2 separate regions of the Mus musculus genome follow, and region 1 is linked to region 2. The links are chromatin contacts, called in public HiChIP or PLAC-seq maps. All regions are on one chromosome and are shown on one strand. The core of a region is the stretch at or near the end of the contact, and the rest is flanking DNA. Distances in the headings are between cores, read along the strand shown.

What was found. HiChIP or PLAC-seq counts read pairs in DNA pulled down with a chosen protein or histone mark.
Region 1: a contact with region 2 is called in a FOXA1 HiChIP or PLAC-seq map of pancreatic cancer cells. The contact joins two enhancer-like sites. A contact is called at or near these places in 6 of 115 datasets of contacts at active chromatin or transcription factors (astrocytes, embryonic stem cells, fibro-adipogenic progenitors and 1 more).

What each region holds. Positions count from the first base shown.
Region 1 is chr9:41,726,637-41,730,976 of GRCm38.p6, reverse strand. The region is part of intron 2 of Gm35835 (a long non-coding RNA gene); the gene reads left to right. Among named protein-coding and RNA genes, the nearest start is that of Gm35835, 8.6 kb to the left of the region's middle. Within about 2 kb of position 1,641, at least 10 of the 459 cell types and tissues checked have an H3K27ac peak or open chromatin away from gene starts, as enhancers often do. A contact at or near this core is called in pancreatic cancer cells, where this site is marked.
Region 2 is chr9:41,513,677-41,518,022 of GRCm38.p6, reverse strand. All of the region lies in intron 3 of Mir100hg (Mir100 Mirlet7a-2 Mir125b-1 cluster host gene), which reads right to left. Among named protein-coding and RNA genes, the nearest start is that of Mir100, 16 kb to the left of the region's middle. Within about 2 kb of position 2,647, at least 54 of the 459 cell types and tissues checked have an H3K27ac peak or open chromatin away from gene starts, as enhancers often do. A contact at or near this core is called in pancreatic cancer cells, where this site is marked.

The DNA.
Region 1 (4,340 bases), core at 392-2,891, 210 kb before region 2:
TAATTACTCAAATGCCTACTAACTAATAGAGAGATTAAATAATTTGAACCCAGGCTCTCAAGTCTTTTTTTCTTGAGTCTAAACACATGGGGTATGTACTGGCATGGTAGGGTGAATCTGGTCAGTCGGATGTATCCTGTATCAGTCGTAACTGAGGACGGGAATTGGGTAGTAGAAATTTTGAAATCCTGAGACCACCTTGAAGAATTAAAGGTGAGTATAAATCTTTTCAGCCACATCTATGAAATGCATGGATCAAATCATGTGAAATTGCCAACATTTGACATATTTCTATTTATAAAAATGAGAATTCAAATGATTTAAGCTAATGGAAGATGTATGATTGGTCCTGAGGTGCACTCAATATGAGGATTGGAATTAAGATCTGGTGATTAAAATCAAAACAGAGAGGGGTCATTTCCCTCGGCTCCAAAAGCTACACAGTCCACAGTTCTAAGATAACTGAATTGGTAGCCCCGAGCAAAATTTGTTTTATGTGGTACTGGAGATTGAATCCATACCTTCCTGCATACCATGTAGGCATGTTACATCCCCAGGCTTTTAGAACACTTCTCTCTAGAGGAGAAAGAGGAGCTATTTCTAATTCTCTTGAAGTCCCATTGGCACTAGGATGTGAGATACAGGCTTAAACCTTTTTCCTGGTTCTTTCAAGTCATGGAGAAGTCCATAACCCATTGTTATGGACTGAGTTTCACACACACACACACACACACACACACACACACACACACACACACACACACACACACACAGATAAAGACAGAGAGAGAGACAGGAGACAGAGAGAGATGATGGTTATACCTAGTACTAGGCTCTGGATTTATTTATATAATATCATATGTAGAATATGATGATTGCAGATGTATTAGTTAACATAAAGACATACTGGAGAAGGATGGAAATAATATCCAATATGATCAATGCCCTTCAAAAAGAGATGAGAGACAGAGATATCTATGGAAAAGACAGCCAGTCATTTGATGACACAGAGTGATGTACCTGTTAACCAAGGAAAGACAAGAGTGCCAGCCAACCCCAGAAAGTGATGTATCCTTTGGGAACTCCACTGCTTTGAACAGATCGCAAGGTGTGCTTTTAAGAGTCTAGGTAGGTTCACCCTTGAGCTTTGGAGAAAGCAGGGTCCTGCTAACGTCTTGATTACAGGTCTCAGCTGCCATAAAATTCGGGTAGCAAACCTCTTCTGCTTGAAGTTGCTTACTCTGTGACACTCTATCATGGAAAGTTTAGGAAATGGGCCCATCCACCTATAGATTCCCTGCCAACCCCATGTTCTTTTATTAGGAAAATAAAGTCCTCTTGGGAAAAGAAAATAGACATTATACTTCAGAAAGCCTAATTCACTAGGCTCCTTTCCAGAATGTTCTGGAGAGTCTGAAGATTTTCTTTCCAGAACTATGAGTTTAGAGGCTGTGCCTGCAAACACTTTCTCAGCAGGAGTTTTATTGATGGTTACCTGTGTGTTCAGCCTTACTCATATCTATGAACTTTTAACCAAATGGGCTGCCTTTCCTGGAAACAGCATGGCCAGGGAGTGGGTGGGATCCTCTCTAGTAGCCACATCTAACTAATCCAGGAAGCATTCAGCAGTTATATGATCATTAGTCAGACAAAGTCATAAGTTAGCCACAAATACACTCACGCAACATTTACTGAGTATCCGCCCTGTATTATATTAGGGTGAAAAGACTTCCAAGGCCTGATCTTGTTGACTGCTCTGTTGTTAAAATTAACTTATGTTATGTGTAGAGATAGTTTGTCTGTATGTCTGTCTGCACACCATGTATGTGTCTGGTGCTTGAGGAGGTCAGAAGGAGGCATAGTATTCCCTGGGACTGGAGTTAATAATCTCTGTGAGCTGCCGTGTGAGGGCTGGGAATTGAACTCAGGGCCTCTGAAAGAGAATTCAATACTCTTAACAACTGAGCCACCGCACAAGCCCTGTGATGGTTGGATTTAATGTCAACTTGCCCCAAAGTAGGATTTCCGGAGTAGGAAGCTTCAGCTGAAGAACTGTCCTGATCGCCTTCATTGATTTGGGGAGCTCCATTCAGGGAAGACTCTTGGCTGTTTGCTCACTTGGTTTTTCCTCATTCCCCTTGTTGCTGAAGATGTAGACTCCTGTTTTTATCATGGGCTGAAGACCAGTGGCTCTCCAGGAACCCCTGAGGTTTTGGGCACTCTATTTAGATTCCTGAGGCACCCAGTCTTGTAGACTAAGCAACTTCCAAGATGTTGGCTTCTCCAAGTAACACAAGCACCGTGGGACTGCTCCAACTGTTGAGGCACCAAGCCCCAAGGTTCTTAGCCTCTCAGGTATGAAGCAACTGCTGTCTCACCTATGGGTTCTGGTCCTCTAGAAAATCCTGACTGAGATATATGGCTCTCTGGAGTTTAAAGTGACCAAAGTGAAACTAGGGTTTAACTTAAATGTCAAGAGTCACATCACAACTAAGAGGGTAGTTATCAAGCTTGAACCCAGTTCCCTTCCCTTCCCTTCCACCCCTTCCTCCCTCCTTCCCTTCCCTTCCACCCCTTCCTCCCCCTTCCCTTCCCTTCCACCCCTTCCTCCCTCCTTCCCTTCCCTTCCCTTCCACCCCTTCCTCCCTCCTTTCCTTCTTTCCTTTCTTCCCTTTCTCCTCTTCCCCTTATCCTCCCCCTTTCTCTTTCTGAAATAGTCTCTCAGCATAACATAAGCTGATCTTGAACTTGAACTTGCTTCAGTCTCTCAGTGCCAAGATTACAGGCCTGTACAACCATGCCTGGCTTTGGATTTAGTTCTTTTGACACTAAGTTCAGAGGTAAGAAGGTAAAATGGACATCTTTAGCCAGGTGCCACAGCATGGGAAAATGAAATCCCACTAAGCCTAAGAATCAAAGAAGTCATACACAAATACCACACACTGCTGGGCACAATGGGAAAGCTCCGAGCAGGTCTGACTTTGGGGTTCATGGATGATGCGAACAGGATTCTATCATCTACTGGTCTGTGTTTGTGGTTAGGAACTGAGCTGCATTGTCCTCAATGGATATGTGGGTAGAACACTATCTCTGTCGTTGAGCTGATGTAAGAGTTACCTTGCACGTACACGTACACGTACACATGCACATATATAGGAGATGTTAGCTTATCAAAGCAGCTGACCTAGTGTTTTCTGACTTGGTGCTATCTTGGAAGGCTATAGGTTTCTTGCAAACCCTACTACTACTCTGACTAGAATGCAAAAATATGCTGCTACATACTTACATCTTAAAAGCAGCCATTTCATTTTTGAACATTTACTTTATTTTTGGATTTGTGCCTGTGCGTACATGCCTGTGTTTATGCACACTTGTGTGGGGGTGCCCTCAAAGGATAGAAGAGTGTGTTCTATCCTCTGAAGCTTGAGTGGCAAACAGAAACAGTAGTGAGCTGCCCGGAATGGACACTGGGAACTGAACACAGGTCCTCGACACAAGCAGCAGCTGAGCTCTCCCTCCGGCAGCCCCTCCCACTTGATTGTTCAAAATTAACGAACAAAGCATTTTCCAAAGCATCTCAGTATTCATCTACTTAATCATGGGGTGCTGTTTGGTTGCAGCCTATGCCATGCCTGTCTCATCTGACACAATGCACCCAACGATGTTGTCCCCTTCAGGGGAGTGCTGCTGGGATTTCTGGTCCTCAGTATCTTCTCTGATCAAAATCTCTAGGTGGAAGAGGGAGTTAGACCCCATGGAGCTAGAGAACATTGCTGAGAACAAAGTTTGGTGTCATAGCCAGCTTTCTTATTATATGTTTTTCTTTTACCAGCTTGTGTTGTTAATTCAGTTTCTACCCCAGGACATTTGCATAGACCTGTCCTTTACTTAGCTTCACCAGCCACTCTTCATGGAAAAGGACCCTCTGACACCTTATCTAGAATAGCAACTGTCTGTACACTGATCAGTTTTTCCTTCACCCAACAGGCAAATGGACAGAGACCCAGGATTATATCATGGGCTTTTTCATTTGTATGTGAATCATGGGTTTTCTTCATACTCACTTGCCCTTAAACTCTGCGTTATCTGGAGGGTGTGTGTATGAAGACCAAGTCTTTATGTTAGTCTTTGATATATCACCAAACTCCTGGTGGTGCCAGGCCTATAGCTCAGGAGATATTCACTTCTGCTGGAAATGATTCCACCTGGGATGTTGCTAGTGGAGACACACCACAAAGCCTTTGCTAATGGACACCTCCCAGCATCCCTCACTCTGTATTCCTCTCAATCTGCAGCCAGTGCACGGCCCATTCTACTCCTCTTTGCTCTATTTGGTAAAG
Region 2 (4,346 bases), core at 1,398-3,897:
CCTTCCTCGCTGTCTGCACATCTGTAAGTCCTATTAGTGCTTATGAACTAGGATGGCCTGCTGATGGGTTTGAGAGCTCCCCTCCCTCTTAAGGGGCCATGAAGACATGAACACTAACATATGGCTGCCTCCACTCTCTGCTCATAGCTTTCTTTGTGTATGGAGGGGGATAATATATGCAAGTGAATGACAAAAATCCAGGGTGCCTGTGCCTAAATAACTACCCCTATGCACGTGCAGGAGTAAGATTCTGTGTGTCTGTAGCAACTGCAGTTGAAGGGCTGAATTTTCCTCTTAGCAGTTCTTGGTCTCTCTTAGACCCATGGCTGACAAACAAAGGCACTAATAAATGATCTCCAAGCTAGCAAAAAAACAGAGAGAGAGAGAGAGAGAGAGAGAGAGAGAGAGAGAACTTCCCATAACTGCCTTTGTTATGGCATATGGCTGACCGGCCTCACTAATGTGTAGGTAATGACATTCTTGTTTCACATCTTAGCAAAGGGTTTTGGAATGATAGTGTCTGCACTGTGCATTTTCTCTTCCTTGCAGTTAGACTTCTGGCTTACTGGATCCCCACCTCCCTGTATACACACACACACACACACACACACACACACACACACACACACACACACACACCTCACAAATGGGCTGCACCAGATGGGCTCTTAATCACAACAATCATCTGGGAAATTAAATGTTAGAAAATCCAGCTCATTCCCCACTGGAGATGGGGGCCTAGGCTGTCACCATGTTCTATATGAAACCCAGGCTGCCTCTTAAGGAAGGGCCAATGCCCATGGATCTAACAGGCTTCACACTTTGCAGTGTCTGTATTTCTTTCCCAGAAATATGACTGCAGCTCAATTCAGTTTTGTTTCTGTTCTGACGGCTGCTATTAATACCCCCCTATTTACAGAACACATACCTCAGAGGAGCTCAAAACATTTACAGAAATTAGCCAAGCCTTGTAACATCCTGTCAAGTGAGCAGGCACTAGATATTACTTTCTTCATTTAAAAAGGAAGAATCCAAGCTATTAAAAGGGCAAATATCTTTGCTTGCCACAGACACAGGACCCTATCGCCCACTCACTTCCAGGGTTCTACTGAAGCTGCCAAATGGGGTAAGTATTTATTTATACTGTGCTCACTAGCTTAGGACTCTGGTGGTTTTCAGACACATACAAGATGCTCTATGACTCCTCATAGGCAGATGTCATTCCACCTTTCCAGGCTTTAATCCCTCCTCCCTCTCCCTCTCTCTGTCTCTCTCCTTCTCTCTTTGTCTCACGCACGCACACGCACACGCACACACATGCTTCCTCCAGTGATGATCAGCATGACTGGTGAGTTTGCAATCATTCAACACCTCTTTCTAGAGCAGTTTCCACCCTCCATTCCCAGACAGCTCCTAGAGTCTATTCCGTTAGCACTCCTCCGGTGAACTTGAAGTCCCAAGAGAAGTCAGGTTGGTGTGAGTTTGTAGTTTCCACAGAGTCCAGCACTTAGCCTGTGAGAATCATAGGAGGTAGTAACACATAAAGAAAGAACTGTTGGTGTTGAGGCAGGGAGGACTATGCTAGTGTCAGGGGGGGGGGGGAAGCCCTGGCAGGATCACTAACTGTTCTTAACTCATCCTCTAAAAGAAGAGTATATCATATTTGCTCTGAAGTTTATAAGGGGACTATTTGTAACTAGTGAAATGCAAATTCATCAGGGGAATGGTGGTCAAAGACAAAACAGTACCTCCATAGTGGGATTCTCTGTAGCTACTATGAAGAAAGACTGGGTCATTCATGGTAGTACACACTGTAATCTCAGAAGTTTAGAGGCTGAGACAGGAGGATTGCTATCAGGTTTCAGGCCATTCTAGGCTACACAGTAAGTTCTGGGCTTGCCTAAAGTGCATGAGCACTGTTTTTGAGAGGAGAGAAGAGGAGAGGAGAGGAGAGGAGAGGAGAGGAGAGGAGAGGAGAGGAGAGGAGAGGAGAGGAGAGGAGAGGAGAGGAGAGGAGAGGAGAGGAGAGGAGAGGAGAGGAGAGGAGAGGAGAGGAGAGGAGAGGAGAGGAAGGGGAGGGGAGGGGAGGGGAGGGGAGGGGGAGAGGAGGGGGGAGAGGAGGGGGGAGAGGAGAGGAGAGGAGGGGAGGGGAGGGGAGGGGAAGGGGGAGAGGGGAGAAGAGGGGAGGGGAGGGAACAATCGATTAAAAGAAAAAAGATAGACACAAAGAACTTAAAGACATATATTAAGGGTAAAAAATGAGCTGCAGACTACTTTCTGATTCTCTGTCTATATTTATATTCTCAGATTTTGTTCTGGTTCATGACAGGTTACCAAAAGGTAGAGAATGAAATAGGCCAGTAACATAAGCTGCATGGACTGTGCACATGGATAGAGTGCTGGAAGAACCATCGTTACTGCTATTGCCATTCTGTGGGTTCAGTGGGGAGGACTGGGATTCCTGTCTCTCCAGTGTCTGGCACACAGAAGAGAGGGGCTGACTGACTGAGCAAAAGAAAATTGCTCAATGACTGACCTAACCAGGAATTAATTGTTGAGTCAGAAAATAAGGACACAAGTATGAATCACAAAGAATCTTATGTATTGTTTGGACATTTGAGTGGAGTGAGGCCACATCATCCTTTGGGAAGTAACAAGGTTAGAAAGTTCAGAGGCTGAGATTCCAGAGGAGTGTTTCTTCAAGTGCAGCCCCAGGACCACCCAGCCAAGTCCCCTGGGAAGTTGAGTAACCATTAAGATTCCTGGGACCCACCCAGTTCTGAACCAGATTCTTTGAGATGGTGATTCAGAAATAGGGGTTGCCTATGAACACAATTCTCTCTCTCTCTCTCTCTCTCTCTCTCTCTCTCTCTCTCTCTCTCTCTCTCTCTCTCCCTCTGTCTCTATCTCCATCTCCATCTGTCTCTGTCTATCTTCTGTCTGTGTCTCTGTGTGTGTCTCTCTCTCTGTCTCTCTCTCTAACTCTCTCTCTCTCTTTCTCTCTCTCTCTCTGTTCCTGCCACTGGTTGTGTGAACTGTATGCATTTAGAATATACAACTTGATGTTCTGTGACATATATATATATATATATACATATATATATATATTAAAATGATCAACTCTAATTACCAGGCTCCATCTGCTTGCTCCTGTCTTACCTCTCCTTCCTTCTGCCTCTCTCCTCTTTCTTCTTCTTCCTTCTTTTTTCTCCTTGCTTCTTTTCCTCTCTCTCCCTCCTTGCTTTTTTGCTTCCCTCTCCTTCTTTCGCCTTTCCTCTCTTTATCTCTGTCTCTCTTCTGTCTTTTTCAATGGAAAAAAAACACAGAATTTACCCACTGAGCAAAATCATAACACTGCTAAAATGTCCATCCCATGCAGAAACATACACAGATCAATGTAATCTCTATCAAAACTCCAATGTCATTCACCACAGAATGAGAAAAATGGAAACCCCAAAATTCATCAGGAAACACAGAAGACCCCAAATGCCCAAAGCAATATTGAAAGAAAAAAAAAACCCCAAAGCCAGAGGTATTATACTTCGTTATTTCAAAATATGCTACAAAACCACAATAATCCAAACATTGTGGTTCTACATAAAACCACAGATAGATGCATAGATAAACAGAGCATGATAGAAAGCCCAGAATGATATGCCTTATAGTAAATGTATTATTTTCACAAGGTGGAAAGGATTTACAATGGAGAGACAGACAGACAGACAGACAGACAGATTGACTGACTGACTGACTGACTGACTGACTGACTGACTGACTGCAGGGTTAGGAAATTTGTTTACACACATGCAGAAGAGTGAATTGAACCCTTATCACAAACTATATACAAAATCAACCCAAAATGTAAAACTTAGCTATAATGTATGGAACTCTAAAGCTGCTAGAAAAACCAAACCCAAAGTAAAACAAAGAGAACCCACTTCACTTGCTCACTAAAGCCTGTGTGGGCCAGCTGATTACATGCTGAGGGAATGAAAAAACTAGCCAGCTCTTGAAAAGGATGCACATTGCTGATTCTCACCAAACTTGGGTAGTTCACAGAGCTTGCTCTGAAATGGGCTCCTATTTGTTCTAAGTTGTCTTTGTGCCAGAAGGAGGAAGGCCTTGGGAAGCTGCTTGTTTCAGCGCCTGCAAAGTGACCCTAAGATGACCTTTACTGTGGGTGTACTCCCTTCCTCAAGGCTGGGAGGTGTCTGGAAAAGTCCCACAAGAGCATCATCAGTGAGTGATTTGCCCCTTTGATGTTAGAGGCAAGCAATGGCTGGGTGCTATATGTGTGGAAATCTACAGCAAGACAGACCCTGCAAAGCTCTCGAGAAATTTGCATT